Linked DNA regions of Mus musculus: region 1 is linked to region 2. The links are chromatin contacts, called in public HiChIP or PLAC-seq maps. All regions are on one chromosome and are shown on one strand. Each heading gives the region's core, a stretch centred on a gene start, on an enhancer-like site or on the middle of the called end of the contact. The rest is flanking DNA. Distances are from core to core; before and after follow the strand shown. Region 1 overlaps Map3k1 (mitogen-activated protein kinase kinase kinase 1). Region 2 holds the start of Gpbp1 (GC-rich promoter binding protein 1).

The links. HiChIP or PLAC-seq counts read pairs in DNA pulled down with a chosen protein or histone mark.
Region 1: an H3K4me3 HiChIP or PLAC-seq map of the 230-238 cell line shows a contact between it and region 2, with 18 read pairs. The contact joins the enhancer-like site here to the promoter of Gpbp1 in region 2. A contact is called at or near these places in 2 of 39 promoter capture datasets (the C10 cell line and the HPC-7 cell line), 9 of 115 datasets of contacts at active chromatin or transcription factors (the 230-238 cell line, effector CD8 T cells, embryonic basal ganglia and 5 more) and 3 of 9 other capture datasets (adipose tissue, embryonic stem cells and liver).

What each region holds. Positions count from the first base shown.
Region 1 is chr13:111,775,229-111,782,081 of GRCm38.p6, forward strand. Map3k1 (mitogen-activated protein kinase kinase kinase 1) reads right to left here. Exons shown (of 20, transcript NM_011945.3): 2 at 640-790. Among named protein-coding and RNA genes, the nearest start is that of Map3k1, 30 kb to the right of the region's middle. Within about 2 kb of position 3,608, at least 97 of the 459 cell types and tissues checked have an H3K27ac peak or open chromatin away from gene starts, as enhancers often do. A contact at or near this core is called in the 230-238 cell line, the HPC-7 cell line, effector CD8 T cells and 2 more, where this site is marked.
Region 2 is chr13:111,486,935-111,493,866 of GRCm38.p6, forward strand. It overlaps Gpbp1 (GC-rich promoter binding protein 1), which reads right to left and starts at 3,193. Exons shown (of 13, transcript NM_028487.5): 1 at 2,784-3,193; 2 at 489-1,436.

The DNA of each region.
Region 1 (6,853 bases), core at 2,358-4,857, 290 kb after region 2:
AAAGCTGAGATTTTTATTTTGTGTTTAGTTGATTTAATGTTGAATATGCCTGTGGGATGAGGAAGGAGCAGAAGGCTATGTGGCAGGGTTTAGTCAGGGGCTGGCTGGAGTGTAATGCATTGCTGTTTCTGTTTCAAAAGAAAAATATAAGCCAAGCGTTTTCCAGAGACTGGCGGCCTCTCCCTCTCCCTCTGTCTGGACAGAGGTGCATTTTACCACAGCATCTTCAACTGTCTGAGCGGAAATCACAGCTCAGGATGCAGGGTCCTTTCCCTTCTTAACCTGGCTACTCTTGTGACTCCATAAATTTTATCTTTAGCCCCAAGTCTATTTAATCTGATTTTTTTTTCCCCCTGCTTTCCTGAAAGATTTCTGGAAGCACAATTCTTAGGCCTGATCAGACATAAAGCGTCTGAAATCAATTAGAATTTTTATTCAGAGAATCCAGTACAAAACCTACTCAGAGTACAGACCCTGCCGTCAGAGGGTTCCTTTATGCGCTCCACCAAACGCAGTCCTGTGACGGCTTAAGTGGCTTACTGGGCAGAGTTTTAGTTATGCCTTATTTCAAGGCGACAGGAAGTTGAGCTCCTCACTTCCTGCGCCGCCTTCCCCAGAGCCGGAGCCCACAGCACTCACCACAGGGCCTCTCCTGTTCCTCCTCTCCAACCACTCGTGCTTCCAGGCGGGCATACAGGTCGCCTTGAGCTTCTCCCGGATCATTCTCTCCTCCGGGCGATCCTCCATCTTGTGCAGTCCTTTGAGGGTTTCTTTATTCTCCATCTCTCGACTAAAGTTACGGGAGAAATAAGGACAAGAAAAGCGTCAGGTGCGAGACATGATTCCTAAGCACAAGTAAACAGCTGGTTGTTTTGCCCTGGTGACAGGTGCCTGAAAGGACAGAGTTACAAACCCCCAGAAAAACAGCGGTAAGGGACAAAACCACCACGCATCATGAATTCTGTGTTTAGCGTGCACACCGCTCAGCACTGTCTGCTACCACCAACTTTAACGGTATCTCTAACAAGAGGAGGTTCTACCTAGAAGTTGTAGGCTTCCTAATAATATACAAATGCAGCTCCTTTCTTAGTAGATGCCAGAACAAATCCAAAACATCAGCTATTGCTTTAGCAAAGCCCGCCCACCACACCGATATTACGATATACCAGAAACAGGTATTTGGAAAGCTCCCGACTACCCTTATTTTAGATTTTCTAAGGACTCATGCCGATATCCTGAGACAACACGATCAAGTCTGCGTGTTCCTGGAACAAGATCACTATGACGAAGCTCTTGGTGTATACTTCATAACTAGAGTGGAAAGGACCTGCTACGAACATTTTGACCTTCACTTTATAATAGTGAGTTACCAGAATGAAGATAATCTTTAAGCGAGGGACTTCAGGGAACTAATTACACAAAGTCTAGTAGTTAAAAGCACCATTCTCTGCAAGACCGCTAATTGCAAAGTGCACCCATCCCCACTGGTGTGCGTGCACAAATATGCGTGCGCGCGCAGGCTTCAAAGCCTGGCTCCCGGGGACGGCTAAGCACCTGTATTCTGGGAGAAGGACCCATTTTTTAGAATTCTAGGCTAACTTCAGTAGCTATTTTTGGAAAGCCCGGTAAGGCTAGAGAATAATGATTTTTGTACGCTGACAGGAAGGGGAAACGCTCGTAGAAACACCAGAAACGATGACCTTGAACTCACTCCTGAAGGCTAACTTCGAACTTGTCAGGGAATTTTCCAGTTAATCACAACTCAGAAGCAGCAGCTTGAGTGAAACAAACAAACAGAAACAAAACAAAACAAAAACAAAACAAAAGAAACCCAAGGTACACAGGAGCGGCGAGGGTGTGCTCACCAGACACCAATGAAACACCGAGACTGTGGCCCAAGCAGCACACAGCAAGGACACAGTCGGAAACGACTAGGTGCCCGTGGGAAGAAAAGGACACTCTACATCTGACCTGACACTCTACATCTGACCTGAATCCTGCAAAAGACAGGGCAGGCTACAAAGCAGACATCCTGCTACTCAAAAAAAAAAAAAGGTTCCTAAGCAAGAGGGAACGCCGGGTGGAAAGGCTGCTTAAATGACGGTTCATTTACTTAGCAGGATTTGTTTCCATTGCTGATTCCGTACTGTGATGTTGTTACCATGACGATGGTGATGACAGAGTAAAAGAGGATGTAAGAAAGTCAGACAGGAGGTAAAGGGAGAAGACAGGAGAAAGTGGGTACCTATTTCCTCCTGAAGGAAGCTTCCTTAAAACTCTAAGCAAGGCATGCTTATCAAGGCTCTGGAAGGAAACCAACGGAGGACCCTCGGGCAACCCCTCAGCCATGAAGAGTCACAAGGTTCCAGGCTGCAGTAACAACTGCTGGGGAGACGGGGCGCGCAGGTCTGGCAGGGTCTCTGGAGCTGGCTTATTCTCACTGCCACCCCAGTCTCCCAGGCTCACCCTCCTGCCTTTTCTCCAGCCCCAGGACACAAGGCTCTGGGGTGTCCTGGACAGGCTATGTCCCACCTGACTTCTCACTGAATTCACTTCTACACAGCCACTCAGAGACTGCGTCAGTTCACCCTTTCCCAGCTCAGCTCTTTCTCCTTCAAAGTGATCACTGCAACTTACAAACATGTCTCCTCCTCCCTCCAACTGCAAACTCTACTGGAGACAACTGTCTCCTCCTGGAGCCTTGATAAGTGAGGGTCCCTTGCTGGGCGTTTTCAGGGAGCCTCCTTCAGGCTGGGAGCAGCTCAGAGGAGATAGGTGCTCACACTCCTGCTTCTCTCCCGTCTCCTCACGCGGAGGCACACGCTTCATCGATCCACTGTGCATCAGAGCACAGGCAGTACCGAGTGACCGTTGCCTCAGATGAAACGAGTTATCTTTTACTAACAGCTTCAGCAGTCCTAAGGGCTTCCCTACCACTTCTAGCCCTGAATGACTTCCATGTTAGTATTTTTATCACTCTGCACTTGTGATTACGTCTGGAACTCTGATGTTATTTATTGAGAGAATTCATCATTCCTAAATCAATCTATAAACATAAACAAAGAGTTTTAGCCTTCTCATAAGTATTTTGTATAGTTAATTCTAAAATGCACATTTTTTACACTCTGTCATCTGAAATCTGAATGGCTCTGAGCAATGACATGTAAATTTTTAGGTGACCGTTTTTTCCTTCATAGATTGTAAAATGGTATAATTTGCAAACGCTGAGATCTCAGAAAAACAAAACAAAACATGCAGTACATCCCATTTTTCATGCCACAAAAAAACCAAAACAAACACCCCCCCCCCCCCCCCCACACACACACTGCTTCCGTTGTCCTTGAAGTGGAAAGCAGGAACCAAATCTTCCTCCCGTGCTTACACTGTGGTTTATTCATAGCCTCGCCTGTGCTCCATCCACAGACAGCAGGCTCCTAGCTTGTCGTCCATCCACGGACAGACAGACAGCAGGGTCTCCAGTGGTCAGGCATTTGTGTGTGCACATGTACACAGCAACGACTTGCCAGCCAAGGAACACTACAGCTACAGTAGAATGCGAGCTTCCTTTTTTAACCAAAGCTACTATAGTCAGGAAGCCTTGAAGCTACTAGGAACTTCTGATGGCTGGTTAACCACACTGTGTGGGGTGGGGGGTAGTGTACCATGGCTGTTATTACCTAGAAACATACGGGCTTTTAGCTAAAATAGTTTATACATGTCTGACCTTTTAAGTTAGCTGATTCTAGTAAAGCCAAAATACTTCTGGGGAGAACTACTGGAAGACTTAGAGCAAGAACAAGGCTGCAGTGACATGAGTTTGAAAGGCAAACACTAGCCGACAGGACTGTTCCTGTTGATCCGGGTGCATGGAGCCCAGGCCATTTTATGCTGGATCTAGAACTTTAAAACCCCTCAGCCTGATGTTAGGTTTCCCTAGCTTTTTCTACACGTATGGAGTACGGCTGTGAAACTCTAGGTGCTTCAAGAGTCCCCTTCTGTCTTGGAAGAGGTCGTTTTTATATTATTTATTATGATTATATTAATGTCTGGGTCTAAGCAGCTTACTATGGGTTCATCAGTTCCATAAGCCAGGCCCCTTTCCTGGAGTGCCTTACACGCCAGGCACGCCCCGTTCTTACAGCACTAAGAACACTGACAATTTATACATGTCTTTGCAGATAGTCTGCACACACACACACACACACACACACACACACACGCAATCTGCAAAGTTTCCTATCCTCACGTCTTTAATACAAAATTCCCTACAGTATTCTGTAGTCACTAGCTATTCTATCCTAGCAGGCTACATATCCATTGCAACGCGATCTAAATTCCTGGTTTCCTCACAGCACTGGGAGATCTTACAGGACGGACTGCATTTTCAGCACTTTCCTATGGGAGGAGCCAAGTGTGCTGGGACTGATATACTGTATCAGAGGTGTGTATGTGTGTAGGGGTGGGGGGCAGTCCCCAGGGGCTTTCTCCCTGTTGAGTTCATAGTTGGCTGGTCCAAGAGTGTGCCTTGGTTCAAAGACACTCTATACCGAGATGGTATTGGACATCTTGCAGTTTGAAAGTAGGATGCTTGAAAAGTGTCACTGCATAAAGAGTGGGATCAGAGTAACAAAGAAAAAACTAAGTAAAACAAAACTGTAGGCGCAGATAGAATAAAGAAGTCAGGACTCCGGGAGGACTTAGCTACCGAGGGAGGAACAATAAAAGTAGGCAGGAGGGTTGCACTGGGTCCCTCTGCAGCTACTAGACAATTAGTGCTAGCCTAATACTGCCCCAAGTGACAGGCTGTAACTCCCAAGGGCCACAGGCATGTCTCAGTGAGGGAAGCATTTTCACGATTCTTTAACCAGCTAAGCCAAGATCTCAATGGTATTTATTAAGAGGGTTTTTTCATTATTCCTAAATTAATCTACAAATATAAACCACCTAGTCTGGAATGAAACACCCTAATACACTCTAGTCTCTGGGAAAATCCCAAAAACGGGCTCAGATTTCAGCTTTGCACAACGAAGTCACATAGACATGGCGCTCAATGACGCTCAGAACCCTACCATTTTTTAAAAAGTTGATAGGCTACGTAGTAGTACAAAGGGTTAACTGTGTCCTAGAGGATGGCTCAGCAGGCAACCTGATTTTATAAACCAGGCTTGGGGCACAACTGCACCTGGGAGGCTGAAGCAGGAGGATTGCAAGCTTCACGCCCAGCCTGGGCTATATTAATAATATCTCTCTCTCTCTCCCTCTCTCTCTCTCTGTCTCTGTCTCTCTCTCTCTTAGTGGCATCCATTTTACTACCAGAATTTGAGAAGTACACAAATTCTACTTGTGATTAGGGTGCTCCTGTGTGGCAGGAGCAGCTACTACTAGTGTCCCAACACAATCTTACTGCTTAGCACAGGTCATTCATTAGCACAGATAGGAACTACTTTAATAGTGTAGACTCTGGGTGGCTGTACTAAGGAGACTCTTCATGCCTGTGGTGTCCAGAAGAGAAATTGTGGGAAAGACCCGGGTTCCGTGAGACACAGACTGCTCCCAGACGGGTCTAAGAGCTTACTCTAGCAGGAAATCACACACCAAGGAGCAAGGAGAACAAGGGAACAGCCTAGGACCCTCGGAAAGGGCCAAGAGAGAGCCAGGGAAGTATGCAGTGAGTGGTGGATATGTGAGGACGCCTCACTCAGTACAGGGCGCCGCACGAGCTGTGTTCCTATGATAAAATAAAACCAAACCAAACCTGCTTAGCCGCGACGTCAGTTATTTCTACCGGTGACAAAAAAGAAATGAGTACTGACAGGTCTACTAAACTAGAGGGGAACGTGTGCAGATAGAGACACAAAAACAAAACAAAATCCAAAAATCTGCATTTCAGTATTGGGACAGCTGTGTTTTAGCTAAGTGGACTGTTGCTGGCGACAGCCGGCCTCCTGAGCAGGAAGGTGAAGGGCAGCCCTTCCACCTCTGCCCACTGCAGCGCTCAAGTCTACACAGGCTGTTGGTATATGTAACGGCTAGCACTTCCAAAGCAAGGTCACAGGAGATTTTTTTTTTTTTTCTGAGACAGGGTTTCTCTGTGTAGCCCTGGCTGTCCTGGAACTCACTCTGTAAACCAGGCTGGTCTCGAACTCAGAAATCCGCCTGCCTCTGCCTCCCAAGTGCTGGGATTAAAGGCATGTGTCACCACTGCCCGGCAGACTCAGGTTTCTTCAAGTCCTTTTATTCCACAGCTGCAAAGTGGGAGAGAAACACCAGTGAGCGTGGGGATCATAAGTCATGGTGTTTACCCACAGTGCCGGCCTCCCTTTGATAATGTTAATTGTTTTCTCATCAGTGACTTCTCTTCTATGGCTCGCTTACTTAGAAACTATTGGCCAATTGTACTATTTTGACTTGCTCCAGAATGAAGAGTTCTAGCTCAGGGTGAAACAGACTCAAGGTTAATCATGGCTAAGAAGCAATAATGTCAGCACACAAAGAAAAGTCAGAAAGCCGTGGATTGTGTTTCTGTTTAACCTTCTGTTCTGTGTCTCGGGGCATGAAGGTTTTGGCCTTAACTAATTGACTTGCTCTTGCATTTCCCAAATGCATTTAAATTTTATCTCAAGAAAACAGGCTGGACCCCATGCCCCCATTTCCTGAGCCAGGGTTAGCGATGTCTTTCAAAAACACTCGTGGAGCCAGGTGTGGCAGCATATGCTTTTAGTCTCAGCACTTGGGAGGCAGAGGCAGGCAGAGCTCTGTGAGCTCAAGGCCAGTTTAGTCTACATAGCGAATGAATTCTAGGCCAGCTGGGGCTACATAGTAAGACTTGGTGACAAGACAAACATACAAATGA
Region 2 (6,932 bases), core at 1,943-4,442:
AGTAATCAAGACCCATGACATTTACAATATAAAACCAACCAGACATCAACTGTGTAGACTTTCCTACGTTTGCACTATGCGCTCCCGCTCGCTCTCTCTCTCTATATATATATATATGCTATCATAAAGCAGAAAGTGATTTCTCTCTCTCTCTCTCTCTCTATATATATATATATATGTATATATATATATATATATATGCTATCATAAAGCAGAAAGTGATTACTGACCAGATGCATTTATGTTTTTTCAACTTTAAAAATACAAAAACTTTTAATAAGACTAATGTCTGAAACATTTGTAAACCTTAAAATCATCCCCATTTCAATTTGCTATATAGCTAAATGGCTGGCTATTTTCAGACTATCCAGAAATGTAATCAGAAACATTTTTTTCAAGAAACTGAAAGGTTTCCAAATATAACACGGGATCAATCTGACTCTTATTACAGATTACAGAGGAACATCTATTTGCTCACAAGTACTTACAAATTCCAAAAGGACTGCACAAGAAGGTGTTGATTTCTTCTCTATAAGCTTTATGTTTTCCAGTTTGTTTTTTTATTTTGTATCCTCTGAAATATCCAAGTTCTTTGAAGATACTTAACCTATGACTATTTGACATAGAGTTACTTGAAGTCAGCTACCCATATTTACTTTGAAGTTTTCATATGGTCAGATCCAGAGTTAGCCAGGTTCCTTGGATTTAAGAGCAAGGTCTTCTTTACTGTTCCATGTATTTGTCACTGTTGTACTTATCCACTCCAGAAGAAATAGCCAATTTATGTGCCAAAAAGCAGAAACAAAAAGAAAAATTTCACATCTGAAGATTACTTCTAAACATCAGCGTGTATAGACAAATAGCTATCTCAATACTACCATGCTGGTGTGAAAATGGAACATCTTACATTCCCAAGTAAATAAAAGATAAAAAGAAAAAAACGCTGTATTCTTTCAATGTCTTCATTTAGAAAAGCTGTCCCATTGTAATATGAAAAAAGCTGAAGTCAAAAATTACTAAAACTTTTAATAAAGGTAAAAAGAACTGCCACAAAACTTCAGCAATATTTAAACAGTAATTTGAAACTGCTGAAACTACTTGGTACACAAATCAAACATATCTTACAGTTTTGGCTGAAGAACACAAACAGGAGAGGGGAAAGAGACAAAAATAACACCAGATGAAATGCTTTAACCACTTATATAATCCGTTTGACCCAAAATACTGAAGAAATGGCTGGGACTTTTAGTAGCTCGTTGAATTTGTTCACTACTATCAATTCACTTCAGAGATGATTCTTGTCAATTTTAATGAACTTCTGGAGCAAAATTGCCCAAAACAAAAACAAAACTGTAATTCCAAAATGGCCACTTGAAATATCCGGGGCCTTTTAAACAAAACCTAGATGATGATCTTCATACGCCAAATTCAACCACCTGTAAAAGTTGTATTAGGAAAAAACAAAAACAAAAAACTTAAGTCAGTTTTTATTTTCAAATCAAAATTAACCCCCATTTGGAAAAAAATTTAACCTCTGGGGAAAAAATTTTTCCCACACAGCCGTAAAAAGAGAGCTGGGGAAAAAGTCTTTTCCTAGCCCTCGATGAAGTCTACTGAATGAAGGGAGTTAGAAAACTGTGGGCGACGATATCACTGAAGAGTTCCGATTTGAACTGGGAACTGGGTGCAGGTAGTACCCTGGAGGTTGCAAGCGCCCAACTTAAAAACTTTGAGCAAATATTCAAACTACGAAAGTGGCCCACGGTCTCAGCAGTGCTCTTCCCCGATTCTCTCCCATGTGCCAAAGGAAAACAAATGGACAGGTGGTGCTGCCACGGAGCGTCGGGGAACCCGACTCCGAGAGTGAGAGGCGGAAAGGAGCGTGACGCTCCTTCCAAAACGCAATCTCGGAGGACGGAGCAGCTGGATTGTCCCCACTACGGCTTAGTAGGAAGGCCGGCGGGCAGGCCGGCGGGCGGGAGGGGAGCGTGGCAAGGCGAGCGTGGCAGGGCGAGTGGCTACGGTTCGCCCGGGGGCTGACTCCCAAGCCCGGGAGAGCAGCGCTCGGCTCCAGGTGCTCGGCCCCATTCCCTTGAAATTAAGCAAACAGGTTTCGGCCAAAACTCCAGGGGTGGGAGGTGCGGGACGCGACCCGTCCACCCCGTTAAGGACCGTGCTCTCCCCGGGAAAATAAACAGGTCCCGTCGGACTCGGGAGCCGACGCGACTTCGGAGCGCTCGCCTTGGGCGAGCAGCCACCACCACCACCGCAACTGCCACGGAGCCCGGCGCGGCGGGGAGGGCGAAGCGCCGCCGAGCACACGGCGGAAGTCCACGGCTCCGCACGCCGCGACTCCAGTCCCCGGTCCCCCGGTTCCCCGGTTCCCGGGGCCGCCTTGCTGGTGGTGGCCCAGGAAGGCGCGCGTGCCGGGGCCTGGGGTCTTAGCCCGACGCCGCGGGCGCCCCGGCCGTTCCCGGCCTTCGCCGCCGAGCACCACCCCCCCCCACCACGGCCGCCGAGGCCCGCCGCCCACCTCGCCCCACGGCCGCCGCCGCCGCCTCCGCTCCGCCGGGCTGAGTCAACGCCGGCCGGGGGGAGGGAGGGAGGGAGGGAGGACGGGCGGGCGCCCCGCGCCTCACGCCTCACGCCGCCCCCCGGCCGCCCGCACCCTCACGCCTCGCGCCACCAACGCCGCTCCCGACCCCTCAAGCCCCAACGCCGACACGGGCAACCCCTCCCCCGGTCCCCGAGACTCCCGTCCGGGGCCCAGGGGACTGTGTTACCTTCTGCCCCACCAGAGGTGCCCCTGGCCTGGGGGTGCCGCTGCGCTCGATCCCGGGAGGAGGTTTTCGGTACTTTGAATAATCCCCTTTTGCCGCTTTTCCCTCCCCCACAACCAGTCTCAGTCCCAAAATGGCGCCGACCCGATCCGCAATGTTCTGGGCCAAGTCTCGCGAGATCGTGGAAGGTGGCGAGGGAGGGGGGACGCAGCGGAGAGGTTGAGAAGTAAGAGGAGGGAGGCGGGGCGAGGGGAAAAGAGGAGGAAGAAAGGGTGCGGAAGCCGCGGTGCAAACGAACCCACTGGGCGGAGCCGGAGGAGGAGGGCCTCCACCACAGAACCTTCTGGCCCAAGTAGCAGCTCACGCCCCAGGTCAGGGAAGCTCCGCCCTCTACGTCGGCGCCTGGGGGAGAGGAAGGGGCGGGGCTAGACCGGGGGCGGGGCTTTGAGGAGGACCCGGAGGCTGGGCCTGGCGCGGGGGAAGGGCGGGGGCGGGGCGGGGGGCGGGGCGGGGAGGCGGAGTCTCGGCGCGGTGACGTCAGGAGCAGCTGGAGCCGGGGATTACCCCCTGCTGCTGACGTGAGGACGGTGAACAATCCGGAACGTTCGGTGGAAGGGGGAATTCCCGTCCGTTCCCTGAGGAGCGCCTCTGTGCAGCCGCGGGCCCTCCCCGAGCTCGGGAACGGTGGGGTGGAGAGGACGAGCGCAGGCGGTCCGGACGGGCAGGCGGGCTCGCAGGGCGTGCGGCGCTTCTGAGTCTGCCCGGCAGCGCCGCGCAACCCGGAACGGCCGGCGGCGGGCGCCGTTCGTTCGGCTCCGCCTGAAGCCCGCCGTGGCTCGCAGGCCGCTCGGCGCGGGCCCTGAGCGCTCCGTGGGCGGAGCCGGCCCTGCCTGAGTGATTGGGCGCCGCAGTCGCGCGCCACGCGGAGCGTGCGGGACGTTAACACGCGGAAGCCGGGTTAGGGAGGCGCGCGAGGCTCGGCTGCAGCCACCGTTCCCCCGGAGTGCGAAGGGCTGCCAGAGAGCATCGCGCTAGTAATTCCTATTTCTAATAACTCCAAAGGAGATGGATTATTTCATCAGCGTTGTCCTGGGTATCCGCATAGCACAAACGATTATTTAAAAAAAAAAAGTTACGGTATTCACTTTCTCTACATATAGCCAAAGGTTCACTCTGGAAAGGTTGGAGATTTAATTCTAAAAGGAAAAAAGTAGAAGAAATGAGGGAGAAGCGTCCTAAAGAGGGAAAATCACCGGAGCGTCATTTCCCAGAAACTTTTTATATGCATTATAGGGTTTGTAGTTTAGTGCGTTACCCCTATAAGTTCGCCGAATGTAAACTCGCCTTAATTTGTACCTCAATCTTTACCCATCTTGCCCCCTAGGTACAAAGGGAAAAAGGGCTTAAAACTAAAGGATGCTTTTTTCAATCGTGCCAATGTCTAAGATGTGTTTTCCTCACTTTTTACATAAGCTGGTTTCATATTTTAGAAATGATCCAGTTACTCCCTGGACCTTGACTACTCAACCTACCCGGTTTAAACTTCCGTTTGTTTTAGGTGGGTTTGAATATGGGTCGAGTGGGGACGGGAGAGGCAAGGATTCGTGTTGCTTTCTCTAAAGAGCTATGTAGAGAACCTTGAACGCCCGATCCTTTTGCCTCTGCTTTACAAACTCTGGGGTCACAACCATGCCCCACCCCGCCCAGCTCTGTTTTAAGTCTTAATCCAAACTCTTTCCACTACACGAGACCTGAATCCATAAAATTAACGTATATTGAAAAAGAACTTGGGTTGCTTTTGAATTTAGCTCGGATCTCAGCTATGTAACCCAAGCTGGCCTGGAGTTCTCCTTATCCCTTCAAAGACACACCACCTGGTTTCTATTTCTAAGAATTGATATCAAACTAGGCAGAACAGGAAGAGGAGGGAATGCATGGGGACATGAGAAGAAAAAGGGTACCTTTCACCAAGAGTCAGGCATTAAATAAGATGAACAGCACCTGCTTTAGAGAAAACTATTCCAAGAAAGTTAAAATATCCTGGAGTCGTGCCTTACATCTATAATCCCAGCATTCTCTGAGTTCAGATTAACCTCGAGGACATAGCAAAATTCCAGGATAGTCAGGGCTACAAATGAGACCCCGCCTCAGATTTAAAGAATGTTAAAATAGCAATGAACTGTGAATAGGTAAGAACATGTAACCTTCAATATGGTCTTACTCCTTTCCCAGATATTTTCTAGAAATTTGAAAGAAGAAACAGAAAACATCCTAACTTCTCTTACAACCCTAGTGATTTAGGGTTTGACTTTGGTGGGAGAGGGGTTCGAGGCAGGGTTTCTCCGTGTAACCTTGGCTGTCCTGGAACTCACCCTGTAGACCAAACTGGCATCCAACTCAAGAGATCTTCCTCTGCCTCCCCTAGTGCTGGGATTAAAGTTGAGCACCACCTGGCTGGTTTAACCTTTTCAACTGTTAACTGCCCAGTATACCTGGAGAACCACCCTGTGATCTTACTTAAGTTCTGTAACAAGCTTTCAAACTTAACTTCAAAGCACATCAAAATCTTAAATATTTTGATACTGTAAAGACAATGAAATGTGCCGGACTTGGAAAAGCCCACAGCCTTGCTCCTGGGTGTGGTGGTCTTTCACTGAGCCCCTCGTTTTACCCACTGGAGTGAGCAAATAATCTACGCTTTAAAAAGCAATCTCTAAGTCTACTCTAACTCCGCTTCACACCGGCTTCTCCTGGAATTCTTTCTGTAGTGAAGTCAAAGGTCCCACATTACCTGAAAACAGTTACTCAGGCTGTTGAGTTCTGCAGTGCAGGCTGCGTCTCAGTCAGCTTGTCCCTATACCACGAACAGAACCAAAGAACAATTCTAAAGGGCCAAGTTCGACAGTGTGCACACTGTGGAATCCAGGAGCTCAAGACCACAAGACCCTGTTTCAAAAAGCCAAAGGAGGATGGGAGAACACGGTTCTTCTAGACGTCAAAGTGGGGGTGTCTTTACTCTTTATACCTGCTAAGCAAGTGTTGTGTAACCACAGAAAAACCAAGGACCTGTTAGCCGTTCCACCAGCCTGCCCGTCGTTTTCTTTTCCCCAGTTAAGGAAGTCTCCACAAGGCACATCAACTGATAGATTACAAGTGAACACAATATTACACCTTCTGGGGGAAGAGATCTTTCTGTAACCAAGCTCTCTGAGATTTTTCTCTTTTGTTTTCAAGAAATTTTAAATTAGTTCTTACTGTAAATATATATATGCCACATGCATCAACTAATATAGCCCAAGATATCAGCCCAAATATACAATGCTGTAGAAGCAAAGGGTTTTTTTTTTTTTTTCTCGCAACTTGCAGGTAAGAGTGAAAACTGGGGAACAGAAAAGTCCACCAACTGAGAACTGGTTTTAAACAAGTATAGGTCCACCAGCACCTGCCTAGCACACGCCAGACCCTGGGCACTGAAACTCTCTGGAGCCACGGAAAAGGCTTTATTCTCCTTCAATTACAGATTTAAAAGGCAGAATTTTGAAAGTCAAGCAAAGCCAAAGTTTATTCAAAAAGGACAGTTTGATTAGGGTTTAAAAGAAAAGCCGGCAGGCAGGTAAGCTGTCAATCTCAGCAGCTGCCCAGAGGTGAAAGAACTGATAAGGAGAAAGACTTTGACTTAAGCCAGCAAGGAAGTCAGGCATATAGAGTAGACAGGACACTCTAGAGAAAGAATTAAAATGCTCACAGAACCAGAAAAGACGTGGCTAATAGGAGTTCTAGGGGCTAGGGACTCTGGGAAGTAAAAGGGCATTCTCTCATTAAAGGGAAAAATTTCCACTGTCTTTTTGAGGAGAGTGGGGCCTTTTGTGTTTTGTGCTTTTGCTTTGCTTTGCTTTTGCTTTGCTTTGCTTTGCTTTGCTTTGCTTTGCTTTGCTTTGCTTTGCTTTGCTTTGCTTTGCTTTGCTTTGCTTTGCTTTGGAGACAGGGTTTCTCTGTGTAACAGCCCTGGACTAGGCTAACCTGAAACTCACAGAGATCTGCCTGCAGAGTGTTGGGATTGAAGGCCTGCAGCACTACCACCTACTCCCGAACCTTTCTTCTTGACCATAAAGAAACGGATAGTCTCATCATACCAAGCCTTTATAGTCACTG